Linked DNA regions of Hordeum vulgare: region 2 is linked to region 1. Evidence: chromatin contacts called from public Hi-C data. All regions are on one chromosome and are shown on one strand. Each heading gives the region's core, a stretch centred on a gene start, on an enhancer-like site or on the middle of the called end of the contact. The rest is flanking DNA. Distances are from core to core; before and after follow the strand shown. Region 1 holds the start of LOC123396786 (serine/threonine-protein kinase SAPK9-like). Region 2 overlaps LOC123453175 (putative disease resistance protein At5g47280).

Region 1 (3,695 bases), core at 570-3,069:
GGAATCGAGTACTGAACGCCTAATATTTTCTGAAAATTGTGCTTGGTGTTTAGCTGTTTGGTCATCTGACTGCAACTAGTGGAATTGCTAAGCCAACGGCTGGCGGCATACCTGAATTGTCATTTTGAAATTCTTGGGATTTTCTGGATCCTCGAAAGGGTAGGCGCCAACCAACATCACGTAAAGGGTTACGCCACATGACCACACATCGGCAATCTCCATTCAGAGACAAATTATTAGTGCTTGAGCAGAGAACAGGAAGTACTTCAAATGTTTTTTTACTTTTTTTTTTAGATTGAGAAGTACTTTAAATGGTTGCTCCTCAAGACCATGAACTACTCATGCCAAAGAAAGGTGGACGGAAGATTCATAAAGCAAGTAAAGCTTTTGTGGCCGACCAAAATGATTCAAGTTAGGCAGCAGATGTTGGCAGAGTATGCATGATGTTGGCAGAGTATGCATGAGACGGTTTAAACTTGATTTGAAAGCGCCAAGGTGGACGCATACCTTGCCATCGTATTCTTTCTTGATCAGAACTTCAGGGGCAATGTATGCCGGAGTTCCAACAGTTGACTTTGGTTGAGAATGAAGAACTGATGACTGTAAATTAGAGAGGAATTTCTGGTGTAAATCTTTTAAAGATCTGGTATCCATCACAAATTTCTGGTGTAAGATGGTTCACATAAGCAAGCAGTCAGGCACCGCTCCACCAGATTGATTAATAGCACAGAATACCTTGGAATAACCGAAGTCGCATATCTTGAGGCGAGGGGTGGTGCTTCCATCCAGCAGAGTGTTCTCGAGCTTTAAGTCACGATGGCACACTTGCTTGACGAATACAACAGATTCATGTCGTCAATTGCACAGAAAACTACATAGAAAGGTGCAATCATGTGGTAGTAGTATATATAATTCGGGTAACAGCTGGCTGATACCAATCATACCATTGAATGGCAGTAGCTAACTCCAGATATCAGTTGCTGGAAAAAGAAGCGAGCCTGAACATACACACACATGAACTGAGTTAACAAAAACGACAACTGTGCCGTCATACATACAAATCTTGAGTCGGGAGAGATACCTCGTCGACGCTGAATCGACCGGCGGTGCAGATGCGGTCGAAGAGCTCCCCGCCGGAGGCGTACTCCATGACGATGGCGAGATGCGTCGGCGTCAGAATAACCTGAAGAGCAGCAAACACACAGAAAGACAGAGTTTGTTCCTCGCATCATTCCACCAGAGTCCACATATAACCGTCCAAGGATCGATACTGCAAGCCAAGGCGATTGTACCACCGATCGTATGCTCACCTCCTTGAACCGGATGATGTTGGGGTGCCGCAGCGACCTGTGGTTGATGATCTCCCTCTGCACGTTCTCGTCGATCTGCGCGCGCACACGCACGCATCAAACTTGTAATGAATAGTAGTATCAAAAGCCATGGCTCTTGGTTCGGCGTGCGCGTGCGGGAAACTGGGAATAAATAATCGAAGCGTGGTGGCCGATGCGGTTTGGAGGTGGTACCTTCTCGCCGCGGTCGATGTACTTGACGGCGACGAGCTCGCCGGAGGCGCGGTTGCGCATGAGGCGGGCGACGCCGAAGTTGCCGGATCCGATGCTGCGGACCAGCTCGTAACGGTCGCCGTCGAGCATCACCGGCACATCGCCCATCGTCCCCCTCTCCATCGCCCCCGCGCCGACGACTCTACCGCCGCCCAAGACTGACACGGAGGTCCCCGCGCGCCCCCTCTCTCTCCTTATCTCGCTGTCGAACCTTTCTTCCTAACTCTGGCCGCGCGCTTTTGTCAATTCTTATTGCCGCCACTATCTGCATTCTGGAGTACTGCTGCTACAAGAAGAGAGGAGGATGACGTCATGGGGCGTGCTTATCCTAGGCTCGCCTTTTTTTTCAGTTGACATTCCCTCCTAGGCTCGCCTGACTAGCGGGCCCACCTGTATCATTGAAGCAGTCCAGGAACACGGTTTTATTTCAAAAAAGAAAAAATCCACTCACGGCTTTCAATCGTACTGGAGTGCGGGCCCGGGTGCGGGCTGTCATGGTGGGGCACCTGAGTCGGTATCATGTGTATGTAGCGTGTGCAGACAAGATGGTGGGAAAAAGGCGGGGAAATATCTCGAGGTGGAGGCGTGGAGCCGTAGCCGGGATCAAATTATACTACTCCCTCCGATATATTTTTACTGTACGTATTAAATTTGTGTCAAGTTAATTTTACAAAATCTTTACTTATAATAATTATAATTATTAATCTATATCTATACCCATACCCCTAATAATAAAGGGGAAACGTTACTTTTCAACCGACGGATCCTGATTTCGCGTCCACCGTCTCCTTTATTCGCCACGTGGCCGGGCGGACGAGCCATGACCCGTTTCCTAAAACAACTCCATTGTTTCTGCAACTTGGAAGTAGTTGCAGAACGAGGGACCCAGGCATGGCGACGACGGCTTCCACGGGAAGAGCTCGCCGGTCGCCCCGCCGCCGGCCGCCTCGCCGCCTAGAGCTCGCCAGCCGCCCCGCCGGCTAGAGCTCGCCGGCCGCCCCGCCCCGCCGCCAAGAGCTCGCCGGCCGCCCCGCCGGCCAGAGCTCGCCGGCCGCCCCGTCGCCTAGAGCTCGCCGCTCGCCGGCCGCCCCGCCGCCTAGGTAGTGGTTCTGCAACTTGAGCTTTGTTGCAAAATTTCCTGAAACATGACCCTTGTTGCAAAAAATTCTCCCGCAAAAACGAAGAAAAAAATCCTGCAACAAGCAAATTGTTTCTGAAACTCGACCGTTGTTTCAGGAATTAACAGATCCAAAGTTTATTTCTTGCAACAAAGCGAAAGTTTCCGCAACTCGAGCGTCGTTTCAGAACCATGCGGCGGGGATGCAGGGCGTTAGATCGCCATCCGACGGCTAGCTAGGTGACGGATAATTTTTAGAAATCATCCAGCGGATGCGTAGCGTTCCGGCTATTGCTTCCGTCGGAAAACCCACCGTGCTATTTTTATAAAAAAAGCCCCTGTAATTTTTGTTATTCAACCCACGCTCCATCATTATTTTAATAAATCAAAATGATTATAAAAAAATTAAAAGCGTATGGTTTTTTTTCTCCCGTTGCAACGCACAAGCCCTTTTGCTAGTAATAATAAAGCGGCTATCGCTTCCGTCGAAAAACCCATCGCGGCATTTTTATAAAAAAGGCCCTGTAATTTTTGTTATTCAACCCGCGCTCCATCATTTATCTGCAACGCAAAAGAAAAAAATGATTCGCTGCAAAAAAATTATACCCGTACGCATCGCCTCCTCCCGTCGACCCTGGGCCACCCTAGCTTGTGCCCAGGCCACCGCCACACCACTCGCCGCCGCGGCCGACCTCTACCGGCACCGTTGCCGATCTCAACCCACCCGCCTCCGCGGCTGTACCTCTCCCTGCTCACTTCCCCCGTTGCGGCGCTCGAGCGCATCGCGTCGACCCTGGTCCACCCTGGCCTGTGCCCAGGCCGCTGCCACACCACTCACCGCCACGGCCGACCTCAACCACCACTGTTGTCGATCTCAACCCACCCGCCTCCGCGGCCGTACCTCTGCCCGCTTGCTGCCCCCGTTTCGGCACTCTTGCACAGCTTCTGGATCAAATCAACGCGATAGCTACAGTGACTCGGGATGATGCGTCTGCTAGATGCAGAACTGCGGCGGC
Region 2 (3,695 bases), core at 632-3,131, 40 kb before region 1:
TCAGCCTCCTATGATATGGTTGAGCGCGAAGAACCGCTTGTCACGAGGAGAGTCTATATCGGACTCACATGAGACCAAACTCCTGGAAAGAATGGCAGCAAGTGTCGAGTGCTTGTCGGGAAAGGTTAGGGAATGTTTCCTTGATCTGGGTTGCTTCCCAGAGGATAAGAAGATCCCTCTTGATGTGTTGATCAATATTTGGATGGAGATACATGATCTTGATGAGCCAGATGCTTTCGCCATCCTCATGGAGCTATCGAACAAGAACCTGCTTACCCTAGTTAATGATGCACAGTACGTATTGCACATATGTTCTTGAAAAACATCTGAGAATTCATATACTGAAAGAACAGCTTTAACTCTTTGCTGCTCTTTATGCAGGAATAAAGCTGGAGATTTATACAGCAACTATCATGACTACTCAGTCACGCAACATGATGTGTTGCGTGATCTGGCACTTCACATGAGCGGACGTGATTCTCTGAACAAAAGGAGGCGGTTAGTGATGCCAAGAAGAGAAGAATCACTTCCGAGAGATTGGCAGAGGAATAAGGACCTTCCCTTTGAAGCTCAGATTGTTTCTATTCATACAGGTGATTATCAGTTCATCAACTTGGTTGTTTTTTCCATGTTATTTGCTGTGCAGTATATTCTATGAGTCCAGTCTGAAAGCTATTCTTACAGAATTTTGAGATGTAATTGAAGAAAAATGTTGAATAGTGGTGCTTCCTTAAATGAAATTGCATGGCTTTGACTTGAACTTATGATCTATATCTCCTTTATTTAAATCACCTGATATTGTATACTAAACTGATGTTCAGTTCTGTAGCAAACCGAACCTAATTTGTATAACACCATTTTACTTCAGTATTGTTTCTTCATGAAAAATAATTTGCTTCAGCAATCATCCTTACAGTTACATGCATTTGTAATATCTTGTCGAATTTTGCCCTCATTGCGTTCTAGTCTTCTAGAAGTACAAAATGATCTGACCAATTGATTTCAAATTTCAGGCGAGATGAAAGAATCTGACTGGTTCCAGATGAGCTTCCCCAAGGCAGAAGTTCTTATCCTCAACTTCGCCTCAAGCGTATACTACCTCCCGCCGTTCATTGCAACAATGCAGAACCTGAAGGCCCTGGTGCTGATCAACTATGGTACTACCAGTGCAGCCCTTGACAATTTGTCTGCCTTCACCACACTAAGTGACCTAAGGAGTCTTTGGCTGGAAAAGATTACCCTCCCGCCACTGCCGAAAAGCACAATCCCACTGAAGAACCTACGCAAGATCTCCCTCGTCCTTTGTGAGCTGAACAACAGTCTACGAGGATCAACGATGGATCTCTCCATGACGTTTCCGCGCCTATCCAACCTCACCATTGACCATTGCGTAGATCTGAAGGAGCTGCCACCTAGTTTATGTGAAATCAGCTCTCTGGAAAGCATCTCCTTGTCAAACTGCCATGACCTCACAGAGCTGCCATATGAGCTGGGCAAGCTGCACTGCCTGAGCATCCTGCGGGTCTACGCCTGCCCGGCACTGTGGAAGCTTCCACCTTCGGTATGCAGCCTGAAGAGGTTGAAATACCTGGACATATCGCAGTGCATTAACCTTACAGACCTTCCGGAAGAGCTTGGTCACTTGACAAACCTAGAGAAGATCGACATGCGGGAATGCTCGCGGTTGAGGAGCCTCCCGAGGTCCTCCTCGTCGTTGAAGTCCCTCGGGCACGTCGTGTGTGATGAGGAAACGGCGATGCTGTGGAGGGAAGCCGAGCAGGTCATCCCGGATCTTCGTGTGCAGGTAGCAGAGGAGTGTTACAACCTGGACTGGCTTGTAGACTGATGTTCTGGATGCTCTGCCTCCAGGCTCACCATGTACAAATGATGTGTATATGTTTCCCTGTTTAAATGCAGGATGGGTAGTCAATACACTGTTCAATTTTGACATGTTCAGTGTTCATGTAGTTGACTCCAGTAGCTGACATATCTTGAAGTCATGGTCTTAAGTAGAAATGCACACAAGAGTTATATTGGCCAGGCTAACAGAGACTTTCTATTTGCACAAACATTTTTTTCTCTCTGAGCAACCGGCAGGAGAGCTACCTTTTCATTAAGGAGCAGAATATGTACAAAATGAACATGACTGCAAAAAACAGGCATATGCCGGAACTCCAACACTTCATGCTAATTATTCATGGTTGTGGTTAACTCTTTTTTGAACTGGTTGAGGTTAACTCTTTTTTGAACTGGTTGTCGTTAAGTCTTGGCTGAAAGGACATGGCCCTTGCATGATATGTCCTCAAGACAGGCGTACCACACCTCTGCATGGCAGCCTCGTGCCATTAAAAATCCGGCGGCTCTTCTCTTTTTAGGCATTTCACATGGTGTAGATCCGGTGTCCACTACGCCTCCACTAGGGGTTCTTAACTTCTCATACATGCCTCAGTTGTGGGGCAGGTGAAAGCTTTGTTTGGAGGGATGTGGTCATCTATCCAAGAAAGTGTACAAATTATGGGGCTTTTAGCTCATTTTATATTTTATATTTTTTGAAACCCTCATAGTCTATTCATGCATGACAAAGGAAGTGTAGAAAGTTTAAGTCTCAGTCCGGTTGTGAAGGGTGTGTTGAACCAACATATAAGGCTGGCTTCTTTGCACGACACTAAAAGCTTGAGAAAGAGGGAAAATGTGATTCTCAGCCCGAGCTCAAATGAGCTCGGGGTGAACAGTAAAATTCAAGAAAAATCAAAACAAATTCAAAAAAATTGAATTTTTTTGTGGCAAACATTGGAAAAAGTTCTAACAGCCTGCAAAATTACATTACGAAATCACATTTGTGGAAGCCGTGGCCAAAAAAAAACAAAATTAATACTTTAAAATGTTTTTGAAAGTAGCAGTTCCAGAGTATCGATTTTGTTTTTGTTTTTTTTGCCACGCCTCACAAAAAATGTGATTTTCTGATGAAATTTCGTAAGATATTAAAACTTTTGTCGATGTTTATAAAAAATTTGATTTTTTCGATATTTTTAAAATTATTTCGATTTTACTATTCACACGAGCTCATTTGAGCTCTTAGAAACTCCATGTCCGAGAAAGAAGCACATACATGTATGAGTCGCTTACCGCTTTCTTATCTCGCTTCTCGGCGTGCACCATAAGTGAGAAGGCAGGCATCTCAAACTCCTCCTCTTATGATCGTGTGTATAGAAGAGGGGTGATTAGGTTTTTCATTGTTTCTGGATATGTCATACTGGAAATTAATCTAGACATGGTATTTTTATCGTTTATACCTGATTTCATGTCTGGTATCTTGGTTGGTTCATTCAACATGTTTAACCAGTTCATCATATATCACATTTCTGGATTAAATTTACTAAAAAATTGCTCAATTGTTTAACAATCCAAAACCTTATATGTGTAGGCAAGTTTCTCCAATTGCTTTCGCCATGACACCCAAACCTCCTCCTTTTGAGTGTGTGAACTACAAGAGAGAGTGTGTGAGGGAAAATCTTTGACGGACGATCATTAACTATTTTCACGCTTCAAGGGCAAGCCAAAGGGAACGCTTACTCCTAACTAGGAGAAGCATCCCAGGCTACCGGTAGCCTATTCGAAGGTGTTGTTCTGAGTGTTCTTCGCAACAAGATTATCGATCCTTTCATGACCATTGAGGTTAATAATGATATGTGGGA

Evidence for each region. A called contact is a pair of places that touch in the nucleus more often than the background predicts.
Region 2: a contact with region 1 is called in a Hi-C map of leaf, with 6 times the contacts expected there. The contact joins the enhancer-like site here to the promoter of LOC123396786 in region 1. A contact is called at or near these places in 3 of 6 Hi-C or Micro-C datasets (leaf and seedling) and 1 of 1 datasets of contacts at active chromatin or transcription factors (embryo).

What each region holds. Positions count from the first base shown.
Region 1 is chr5H:67,265,921-67,269,615 of MorexV3_pseudomolecules_assembly, reverse strand. LOC123396786 (serine/threonine-protein kinase SAPK9-like) reads right to left here and starts at 1,819. Exons shown (of 9, transcript XM_045091613.1): 1 at 1,524-1,819; 2 at 1,311-1,385; 3 at 1,082-1,183; 4 at 945-998; 5 at 736-828; 6 at 508-600; 7 at 112-216; 8 at 1-29. The coding sequence starts at 1,685.
Region 2 is chr5H:67,306,462-67,310,156 of MorexV3_pseudomolecules_assembly, reverse strand. It overlaps LOC123453175 (putative disease resistance protein At5g47280), which reads left to right. Exons shown (of 4, transcript XM_045129946.1): 2 at 1-294; 3 at 382-593; 4 at 1,014-1,950. The coding sequence ends at 1,846. Among protein-coding and RNA genes, the nearest start is that of LOC123453175, 4.1 kb to the left of the region's middle. Within about 2 kb of position 1,881, at least 1 of the 3 cell types and tissues checked has open chromatin away from gene starts, as enhancers often do. A contact at or near this core is called in leaf, where this site is marked.